2 separate regions of the Mus musculus genome follow, and region 2 is linked to region 1. The links are chromatin contacts, called in public Micro-C maps. All regions are on one chromosome and are shown on one strand. The core of a region is the stretch at or near the end of the contact, and the rest is flanking DNA. Distances in the headings are between cores, read along the strand shown.

Region 1 (5,184 bases), core at 1,827-4,326:
ACGCTTTTGTGTATATTATGGATGGAGACACTGATACACACAGGTTTCATTTTTTTTCTAAGTGTAGTTTTCCTCCAAGCCATAAATATATAAAAAACATTTTTTTGGAGGCAGGGTGTTGATGTGTATCCCAGGCTGTTTTGAAGTGTTTGCTTGTTTGTTTGTTTGCTTGTTTTGAGGTGTTTGATACTCCTGCTTAAGCTTCACAAGTGCTGGTAAAATATTCATGTAAATTCTGAACGCAAATACCTAACACATGAGCAGTGAAAAACCAAATGAGCTTTTGGACTTAAGAATTTCAGTTTCGGGGGTTGGAGAAACGGCTCAGTGGTTAAGAGCACTGGCTGTTCTTCCAGAGGTCCTGAGTTCAATTCCCAGCAACCACATGGTGGCTCACAATCATCTGTAATGGGATCTGATGCCCTCTTCTGTGCATGTAGCTGAGCACTCATACACAAAAGTAAACAAATAAAAAATAAATCTAAAAAAAAAAAAGAATGCCAGTGCCAGGGGACTGGAGAGACAGGACAGCCGCTAAAAGCGCATACTGTGCAGGCTTCTGCATGTCCAAGGCACACATAAACTTCCTCAAGGCCTCTCATACACACATGCAAAGAACGGTTTAATCAATTTCACTTCCAAGTGTTCTACCGCTGTATTCCAGCAGGGGGTGCTAAATGCGTTGTTTTCCCCTATTACCCTGGGGTTTTGTGGAATGATAGATTATCAGAAGTGGCACTGACCTTCAGTTTTGAGACTTTTTGATGGTTAGAAGGAGGGTGGGAAGAAGAAGATGAGAAAGATGAGGATGGGGGTGGAAAGAGGAAGGAGAGAATCTGAGGATCTGGGAACTTAAGAAAAATCTGTTGTCTGGAAAACAGTAGGGAACTCCCCTGGGCACTATTTGAAACATTTGCCAGGTGTTTGCTTTCTTTTCGTTTCTTATTTGTTTTGTTTCTTTCTTTTTCCCTTTGCTTCTGTTTTGTTTTGCTTTTTGTTTTTTATTTTTTGTTTTCCTCTGTGTAGCCCTGGCTGTCCTGGAACTCACTCTGTAGACCAGGCTGGCCTCGAACTCAGAAATCCACCTGCCCCTGCCTCCCAAGTGCTGGGATTAAAGGCGTGCGCCACCGCGCCCGGCATTCCCTTTGCTTCTTTTATTTGACAGAGTCTCATGGAATCCAGTGTAGCCATGTTTGCTTCTTTTATATTTCTGTACTTGTTATGTGTTTGTGCATGCATGCCCATGAGTACCATAGCACACACAGTCAGGTTGTGCACACACAAGCCCAGCCTGGAGTCAGCTCCTTCTACCCTGCTAATCCTGGGGCTCCAACTCAGGTCTTTAGCTTGGTGGTGAGTGCCTTTAGTCACTGAACCATCTTACTTCTTACCTCCTGCCTTCACCTGCCAAAGGCTAAGACTCGGTGTGCTGAGCATTGGTGGCACAAGCCTTTAATCCCCGAACTTATGAGGCAGAGGCAGGCGGCTCTCAATGAGTATGAGGCCAGCCTGGTCTACCCAGTGAGTTCCAAGATAGCCAGGGCTACACAGAGAAACCCTGTTTAATTAAAGACTTATTTTATTTATATGAGAACTCTGTCTTCAGACACACCAGAAGTGGGCATTAGATCACATTACAGGTGGTTGTGAGCCACCATGTGGTTTCTGGGAATCGAACTCAGGACCTCTGGAAGAGCAGCCAGTGGTCTTAACCGCTGAGCCATCTCTCCAGCACCCCCTTCCCCCCGAAACCCTGTCTTGAACACGCCCTACCAAAAAATAAAAAATAAAAAAGGTTGTAAAGTGTATTGCACCTAGCTTCAGCATGGGGTACTAGGGACGAGGGCCACAGTATTTCAGGTTTGCTGGGCAAGCACAGTATCAATTCAGTCCTGTGCAATACCAGTCTTCCCACTGATTCCTTGAAGCAGGCATTATCATTAAAGAGTCCCTAGGAGGCTGGATTCAGACACATGTTGGTGAGGTGTTTTCTAGAAGGTGGTCGGAAATGAGGCCTGCCATTTAAGAGAGCGGATCTATCTGGAAAGGTCCCTGGGGTTTGACAGTTGAAGCTCACTTCATGTAACAGAGGATACACATTTAATGTGTCCCTAGAGTGGGTATCAGCTGCCACGAGGGACTGTAGAAACATGAGCCCGTGGTAGACCAGGAGTTGGAAGTATGCCAGAGTTACCCCAGGATCACTCAGAATTCATGGTTGGAACATCTCAAGCAGGAACAGTCCACAGTGTGAATACCCCAGTGACTGAGAAGAGCCCTTGAATTCACCCACTAGTGACTTCCAGAGGGCCGGGGAAGCCAGAGAGCCAGGATAGGGGAAGGGCCTCGAACAACCGTAGGCTTGGAACTCCTAAAGAAGCTATAAGTCATGGCTGAAATGTGGGGTGTGTTTGGCTGTGTGTGTTATATGTACGAGTTTGGGCACATTAGTGCTGTGGCATTTGTGTGGGGTCAGGATAACCTTGGATATTGGTTCTCACCTTCTACCTTATTTTTGAGACAATGTCTCTTGTTCAACACAGTTAGCTCCTGTGGGTAAATTCATGTATGTCTCTGTGTTACAATGTTACAGATGGTCAATTAGTGGGTGTTTCGGAAGTTTCTGTGGGAAATGAACGTGTGAAGGGAAGGCCTGCGGAGTGTCAGGGTTTATGACCATGTCCTTAAAATGAATATTCAGTGTCTGCTACTTGAGAACGCACTAAATGTATTACATGTAGTTACAAGTAGTGGCCACCAGAGGGGGACGCCGACTCGCAGCTCCGTCCGAGGACGTGGCGCTTTCTCGTTCAGGAGCGCAGTGCTGAATCCGCGGAGGGAACCCTCAAGGGGGGCTGGCGGGACCCCGGGCCACTAGTGCTCGAGCTTGCCACCCCGCCTGTATTAGGAGTCAGAGCCTAGAAGATGGAGCCCTCCTTATTATTTTTCTGGGCACCATGTCAGATCTTAGCCCAGAAGGGGACCTGAGTGATGACTTGTGTGGAGTGGGCTGCGGTGGGGTATGGTGTGGTGGCCAGGGGATGGGGCGCCCTGAAAGCAACTTGGAGAACCACTGCAGGAGTTTGGGAAGTTGGCGCTTGAGAGCAGATGGTGTAGAAACCCAAGGTGGGCCGCTGGGGTGGTTACAATAGGGTTACTTACTTTTTAAAAATAAAATACATTTTTGTTATAAAAGTAATTTAGGAAAATTCCTGGAAAACTTGAAACTTGGTTAAACAAAACTTACAGTCTACAAATGTATTGCATTTGATCTGTTTCCTTCGACGTTCTTCTTTTTATTTCATGAAATTTCTTAAAAATTGAAACAGGGTCTTGCTCTGTAGCTTGGGCTGGCCACATCCTGGCAACGCTCTTCAGTTTCTTCTTCTGCACTTTAAAACCAAGCAAGCAACGAGCAACAAAAATCCCCACATCATCTCAAGCCAGTGAGATGGCTCAGTGGGTAGAAGCCCTTGCTGCCAAATGGCTGACCAGAATACGCACAGTGGAAGCAAAGAGCCGACTTCCTCAAAATGTTCTCTGACCTCCACAGGGACTCTGTGACGTGCGCATACACTGATGCACACAAATAGATAATGTAATTAAAAGTAAAAATAAAGGGGATGGTGAGATGGCTCAATGGGTAAGAGCACTGACTGCTCTTCCAAAGGACCTGAGTTCAAATCCCAGCAACCACAGGGTGGTTCACAACCACCCATAATGAGATCTGACGCCCTCTTCTGGTGCATCTGAAAACAGCTACAGTGTACTTATTTATAATAATAAATAAATCCTTAAAAAAAAAAAGTAAAAATAAGGGCCAGGCATGGTGTTACACACCTTTAATCCCACAGCAGAGTCATGCAGATCTCTGTGAGTTCCAGGCCAGCCTGGTCTACAGAATGAGTTCTAGGACAGCCAGGGCTACACAGAGAAACCCTGTCTGGAAAACAAAACAAACAAACAAACAAAAAATCAAAAAGAAAAAAAGAAAGAAGGAAAAAAAATAAACAAATTAAAAAACAACTTGAAAACAAAGGATGAGAGGAAAAAGAGTCTTACTAGGTGGGCTTTATGGTCTAACCATGTAATCTGAGCTTTTGGCGGTAAAACCTGAAGGGTCAGGAGTTCAAGGTCACCCTTTACTATGTATTGAATTTGAGCTAGCCTGGACTACATGAGATTCTGTCTACAAATGAACAGATATTATCTTCATCTTTTTTTTTTCAGGGTCATGAACAACTGAATCAGTAGAGGCTCGGCGTGCCTGGCTGACAGCAGCAAATTCCAGCTCTTCCTCTAGTGCACCAGGCCCTCAGCCTCTCTCTGTGGTTTCTCCTGTGACTCTTGTCAAGATCTCTTCCCAAAACAGCTGGATTTTTTTTCTTATTATTTTTCCATGGTTTGACTTATTTTTCCATTTAACTGTTAAAGTAGACTTTGTTACATCTATTAATTTCCTCTACACACACACACACACACACACACACACACACACACACACACACACACACGTGCATGCCACAGAACTTGTGCAGTCAGAAGACAACTTTGCTTGTCAGCTCTCTCTTTCCTCCAAGTGGATCTTGCGGATCAAACTCAGGTCCTCAGGCATGGCATCTTGTGTGTTTACCAGCTGAGCCGTCCTGCCCCACATCTGACTCTAATCTACCTGGGTCTCCAGGCATGCTGGGTACCAAGCTGGCGTTTAATCTACCTGAATTAGTAGGGCTGGCCGTTTTGGACAGTGCCTGCTCGTCATCATCCTGCCCCATCTCTCCTGACTGATGTAGGAGCGGGGTGTAGGGTACCCACTCCTTACCCTGTCTCTTTCCTGGGACTGTTTTAGGTGATGGGCAGGTCATTGCATGGATGATCCAATAATAATGCATTGGCTTTGAAGCATGAAGGATTCAAAGTTGACTACTTGGAGCTAGTGACATGGCTCAGTGGGTAAAGACTGTTGCTGAGCCTGGCAGCCTGAGAGTGACCTCCAGGGCCTGCCTAGTGGAAGGTAAACTGACTCCTACAAGCTGTAAGCTCTCTCCGTCTCTGTCTCTCTCTCTGTCTCTCTCTGTCTCTGTCTCTCTCTCTCTGACTTTGTCTCTCTCTTTCTCTGTCTCTCTCTGACTTTGTCTCTCTCTTTCTCTCTCTGTCTCTATCTCTCTCTGTCCTTCTCTGTCT
Region 2 (5,184 bases), core at 752-3,251, 81 kb before region 1:
AAATGAGATTGGGCAGAGCTGGAGGAGGCACCATTGGGCTCTTCCTTCTGCTCCAGCTTCAGAGGATTTGGAGGCCGGGGTGTAGCCTTAGAGTCGGGAGCAGAGGCACTGCTGGGAGAACAGAGCTGGTTCTGTAGCCCAAGCTGGGCTTCAACTTGCTGGTGCTGGTTCTGGATGTGTCTCGTGGACTACACCCTCAGTGAGCACTCTGGGAGATTTATAGGGTGGGACTCGGGAGCCAGGGATGGGAAGGGATGGGAAAGTAGGCAGGAGAAGGGGGCGCTATAGTAGGAAAGCCTGAGGCTAGACATTAGGAAGACCTCATTACATCATTTGCATCTTGGAAGAAGAGAGAGGCTTGTCCTTGCTCCCCCTAGACCTATCCCAGCACGTTTCCTCAGAGCTTTTTGGGAATTGCGTTGAAGATGGAGACTTGTCTTGGGAAAGAGTAGAAGTCATGATAGCGCCAGTTGTTCTCACTGAGCCCTGGCCTTTGAGTGCCTGTGTCCTCAAAAGAATTGTGAGGAATCCTCTTTACCAAGTTTAATAGCTTAAACCTGTAGTCTCAGCAGCGGAAAGGCTGAGTCAGGAGAATAGTTGTGTGTTCAAGGCTAGCCTTGGCTACAGAATAGGACTCTGTCTCAAAACAACAACAACAAAAAAGGGAGACCTCTTTTGACATCAGGCTAATCTAGGGTCTCAGGCGCTTTGCTTTCAATTTGTCCTAGCTGCTCTTCTCCCCTGAGCAGGTCTTCCTTGACTCTCTTCTGGGCCTGGGGCAGGTAAGAGTGTGCCAGGACAGGGCTAGCCAGCCCTTCTGGTTGTTCCCAGCGTGGGTGGGTGGAGCCTCGTCTGGGAGGGGCCGCTGCCCACGGCCTTCTGGGCTCCCTTGTGTCTGGCTGGGACTGTCACTGGTAGAGCCTCTGGTCTTCCCTTCTCTTCTTGAGAGACCTAGTTGATCTGGATGCAGCTGGAGGAGGGACGGTAGACAGGCAATGGTTTCCAGTACCAAGCTCCTAGATTGCACAGGTCTTCTGCCTTTCCATCTAGAATCTGTCTTGGCTGTAGCTTTAGCCTCCTCCCACTTTAGTTCCTGGTCTACCACTGGGGAACAAATCCCCGAACCCCAGCATCGGCTGCATCTCACCATGCTTGGGAAAGCTTGCCTCTACCACCACCACCCTTGTGTGTGTTTTCCAACCTGAGGGAGGAGGCCCCGGTGGAGTCCTGGCAGAAACTTGGAAGATGAGTTTCTGGAGTCACAGCCACCATGTCCTTGGTTGGACTGCTTCTCCCAGGCTCCTGACAGGAGGGTGAGGTCATCCAGTCCAGAGAGAGGACAGGTGTCCCTGGCTCTGTGCCTGGAGTGGGGGGCAAGGAGGGGCCAGGAGGGGTCCAAAATAGTAACTGTGACGTCACGAAAGGGGGAGGAGCCTACAGACCCAGGAATAACCGGTCTATTAAAAGGCTGCAGTGAGGTCAGGGGGCCAAGTGGGATCTCTCTATCAGTGGGAGGCACAACTCGGGAAGAAGGGGGGTCAACAGTAGGTGACACTGGCAGTGGCACCAGTTTTGATGGTACAGTGACCCCCATGGCCCAGGAAGGTGGAGAGCTGAGGCTACTCTGCCAGGCCAGGGTGCTAACAGCTGCTGGAGGGCCTCCAACCCCAAGTCTTCCTGTTTGGGCGCTGGAGGTCCTGTACCTGGGGCAGATGTGCATAGTCTGCCCATGAGTTATGGTGGTCAGTGCTTCAGACCTCTGGTCCCTATCACGTGAGCAGCTCTGTGAGGAGAGTGACTTCCGTCTCGCTGTACTGTACCTCGGTTTCCCCATCTTGGCCTCTTGCTGGTGGTCGTTGTTAGCACGAAGGCAATGTTTGCGGCTTGTGGTGCCCTCAGCTGGGGACGCTGCCAGGAAAGCATTGATTGAGCCGAGAATGGGCAGGTGCTGTCCAGTCCCCTGCCTGGGCTGGGCAGAGCCAACCCAGAAAAATCTCTCTGGTCCCTGGGAAGAGGCCGAGTGCCAGAGGGAGCACTGCAGAATGGGTGGGAGAGCTGCCACCCCACTGCTATTTAGGGTCTCCCTGATAGTAAAAGGCATCTCCCAGCTCTGTGGGAAGGCAGAAGTTACACAAACTCCACAGGCTGTAAGGAGGAGGTGCGAGGTTAGACCAGGTGGTTGGGTGTCTGTCACCTCTCCCTAGTCTTTCTGATTCCTGTCCTCGCTCTGCACAGAAAGGGGGAAGAGAGAAGATCCAGGCTGGCTGCTTGGTGTCCAGTCCGTTGTTTGCCCCCAGCAGTGGCCAAAGCTGACCCCAGATGCATGGGTCCTCTGCCTGCACCCTTCTCTAGTCCAGCCACTGGCCACCCAGGTCTGTGGCCTTGGCCCTGAGTGCAGGCCTCCCTTGCCCCCCTCCCCCTTGACTGGCGCTTCCTCCTGGGGTGGAACGCGCCTCCCCCCATGGGGCCTCCGCCAGGCCTGGGCTCCTGGCAGCCAGCCGGCGGCTCCCTGAGCATGCTCCACCTATTTATAGACAGGGCCCTCCCCCAACTGCTATTTCAGTCTCCTGCCAGCTGCCGGCGGCTCATTCGGGGAGGAGGAGCAGGGAGCCAAGCCCAGAGCTGTCACCGGTGGCTCTGGGAGGGAACACAGAGAGAGCCTGCCTGCCCACTGAGCTCCCCTTCCTGTCCCCTGAGCACCCAGCCATAGCCCAACTCCTGGAACCTTTGGACAGACTTTGGTCCACGCTCCTGGAGCGGAGAGCAGGCCCTTCAGCCTCATTAGCCTCCCTGCGTCTGCTGCCTCCGGAGCGCGCCCAGGCCGGATGAGGTGCCTCCTTGCCTCGTGGGTCCCAGCGGCAGTGGCCTGAGGGAGTCCTTGAGCAGCCAGCTGGCCCCGCTGACCACCTTTTCCCTCACCGGCTTCCGCCTCGGGCGGCCCCTCCCTGGCATGCTGCTGGTGCCCAAGGCACAGGGGCTTGTGGAGATGCTGCAGACCATCTATGAGACCGAGTCCTGTTTCTCAGCAGATGGCATGTCAGGCCGGGAACCATCCTTGGAAATCCTGCCACGGACTCCTCTGCACAGCATCCCTGTGGCAGGTAAGTGGCTGCGTGTCCCCACCTGCCCTCAGCTCTTGGGCATCCTGGCGCCTGGTTTGAGCACCTCACTGTGAGTCTTCCTCCATCGGGGTCCTGCTTCAGCCTTTGAGGGTTTTGTTGAACATCCGTGGACTGGAAGAGCTGTGCTTCTAAGGCAGCCTCCCTTCCTTCCTTGCCCAGGGCTGTCCTTTCACGGTGCCTCCTAGCCACCCTCCGCCTCATCCCTCCAGTGCCTCTGCCTTCAGCAGGGTCAGCCTCAGCTGCTAGGGGCTAGGGCTTCCTAGAGGATTCTGGCCTAGTTGGACCATGGTCAGAGGGGGAGGAAGTGGGTCAGTGACCTGTCTCAGGCTGCCTGCTCTCCCCACAATTGAGCAGAGGAAGAAGTTGTGCCTGGAGTACCTGCAGGAGTCAGAATCCGAGCCTCTGTGGCTTGCTTTGACCTGGTAGTGACTTTGGCAAGTTTTTGGTCAGGAGGCTTCTGAGAATGGACTCTTAGGAAGAGCCTTGTTGGGATAGGGTTGAGCAGAGACTAGCAGCTGGGGTGTTTAAGGATTTTGGCTTAGTTCCTAGTTACCTCCTAGCTCTTCCTTCCCTGGGCTGTGGTTTCTTCCCACTTTCTGAGGATAAGGGATGTGTTATTTTGACCACAGGTGGGCTTAAAGACCTCCCCCCCTAACCTCAGCTCGAGGATTCCTAGACCTGCCCACCTTCCCTGGGGGAGCTTTTTATTGATCCTTGGTAGGGGGTGGGGTCCCCCCAGAGCTGGCCACTCCTTCTGTCACTCCCAGGAACCTGTTGCCACCAGGCTGGCACCACAAGATGCTTCCTCCAGGGAGGGGCCTGCTGGACCCATGCCTGCTTGGTCCCTCCTGGCAGTGGCTGGCTTGGTACTTTCGAGAGAGAGAATATGTGTGTGTGTGTGTGTGTGTGTGTGTGTGTGTGTGTGTGTGTGTGCGCGCGCGCTAGAGTTCTTGACTCTGGATACATGGGTGTGGATCTGAAGGTTTCAATTAGAAGGTGGAAGCTGTATCTCTCTCTGGTGGGTACCTGTGATTTGGCTCTCTGCTGTCCAGGGCTAAGACTTGAGTAGGATTGCGCCGAGTCAGAAGAATGTTTTGGGAAGGTTTGGAAAATCCTTGGAACGTGATTTGCTGTCAGCTCGGACGTGGATAGGGATGTCCGTTCAATATCCTAGGATAGGGCATAGTCGTGGAGACCAGCCCTGCAGTGTGCTTACCAAATCCCTGGGATGGAGCCCAAAAGGCTGCTGCTTGCTCAGGACTAATGGAGCTATAGCCCCTGTCCTCAACCCTCAGTGGCTTCTGCATATTCACGTGGTCTCCTGGGAGGTTAAGGAATGTCTGAGGAGCATCGCCTAGGGTGGCTTCTAGCTGGTCACCCACTCTGCACTGAGCTGCCAGTTGGCCCCAAGTTCCCTCTTGTTTACTCTTCTTTGGTTCAGACCCTAGAAACCCTGAAAGTTTGGGACCGTGTTCTTCTATCCCTGGATATACCCCAGCCAATCCTTCTCTCTAGATCTCCAACTCCCCCCCCCCCCCCCTTCCAACCTGGCCTTCTGAGTGTGGCGCAGTCCCTGCTGGCAGGAGGGAGGTGTGAGTCACCCTAGCAGCTCAGGGAGAGGGCTAAGAATGTTCCCCTGAACAGTTCTGATGCCGTGTCTGTGACGCGGCTGGGGACAGATATAGGCCTGGAGCTTGGCTGCCTTTTTTTTTTTTTTTTTTTTTTTGGACTCTGGAATGTAAATAGTCGTTTCAAATAGAAACACTTTAACCTTTGGGTTAAAAAAAAAATCCTCCCTAGATAAACATGGCCATGAGGGCCCAGAAGCCTGGTGTTTCCCTGCAGTCCCTTTTCCCTTCACCACACACCCTCTCCCTCCAATTTCTTGAGCAGTCTCCAGACGAGAGACAGAAGCCTACAGCTGACAAAGCCGGTTTCCAGGGGTGCTTTCTCGGATGGTGTTGCTGGTGTCCCAGCCCAAGGGGCCTTCCAAGATCCTGCCTCTCTGTCCCTTGTAGCAGCAGGTCCTGGGAACTCTTACTTAGGGACAGCTTTTGCTTCC

Evidence for each region. A called contact is a pair of places that touch in the nucleus more often than the background predicts.
Region 2: a contact with region 1 is called in a Micro-C map of the G1E-ER4 cell line, with 2.2 times the contacts expected there. The contact joins two enhancer-like sites. A contact is called at or near these places in 14 of 39 promoter capture datasets (the C10 cell line, the HPC-7 cell line, cranial neural crest and 8 more), 3 of 15 datasets of contacts at CTCF or cohesin (the G1E-ER4 cell line, large pre-B cells and pro-B cells), 12 of 484 Hi-C or Micro-C datasets (CD8 T cells, the G1E-ER4 cell line, the HL-1 cell line and 6 more), 8 of 115 datasets of contacts at active chromatin or transcription factors (embryonic stem cells, extraembryonic endoderm stem cells, fetal liver and 3 more) and 3 of 9 other capture datasets (adipose tissue, liver and pancreatic islet).

Annotation. Positions count from the first base shown.
Region 1 is chr11:102,136,178-102,141,361 of GRCm38.p6, reverse strand. No RefSeq gene overlaps it. Among named protein-coding and RNA genes, the nearest start is that of Nags, 6.7 kb to the left of the region's middle. Within about 2 kb of position 3,076, at least 25 of the 459 cell types and tissues checked have an H3K27ac peak or open chromatin away from gene starts, as enhancers often do. A contact at or near this core is called in the G1E-ER4 cell line and pancreatic islet, where this site is marked.
Region 2 is chr11:102,216,333-102,221,516 of GRCm38.p6, reverse strand. It overlaps Hdac5 (histone deacetylase 5), which reads left to right. Exons shown (of 27, transcript NM_010412.3): 3 at 3,030-3,101. Among named protein-coding and RNA genes, the nearest start is that of Mir8101, 11 kb to the left of the region's middle. Within about 2 kb of position 2,001, at least 213 of the 459 cell types and tissues checked have an H3K27ac peak or open chromatin away from gene starts, as enhancers often do. A contact at or near this core is called in the G1E-ER4 cell line and pancreatic islet, where this site is marked.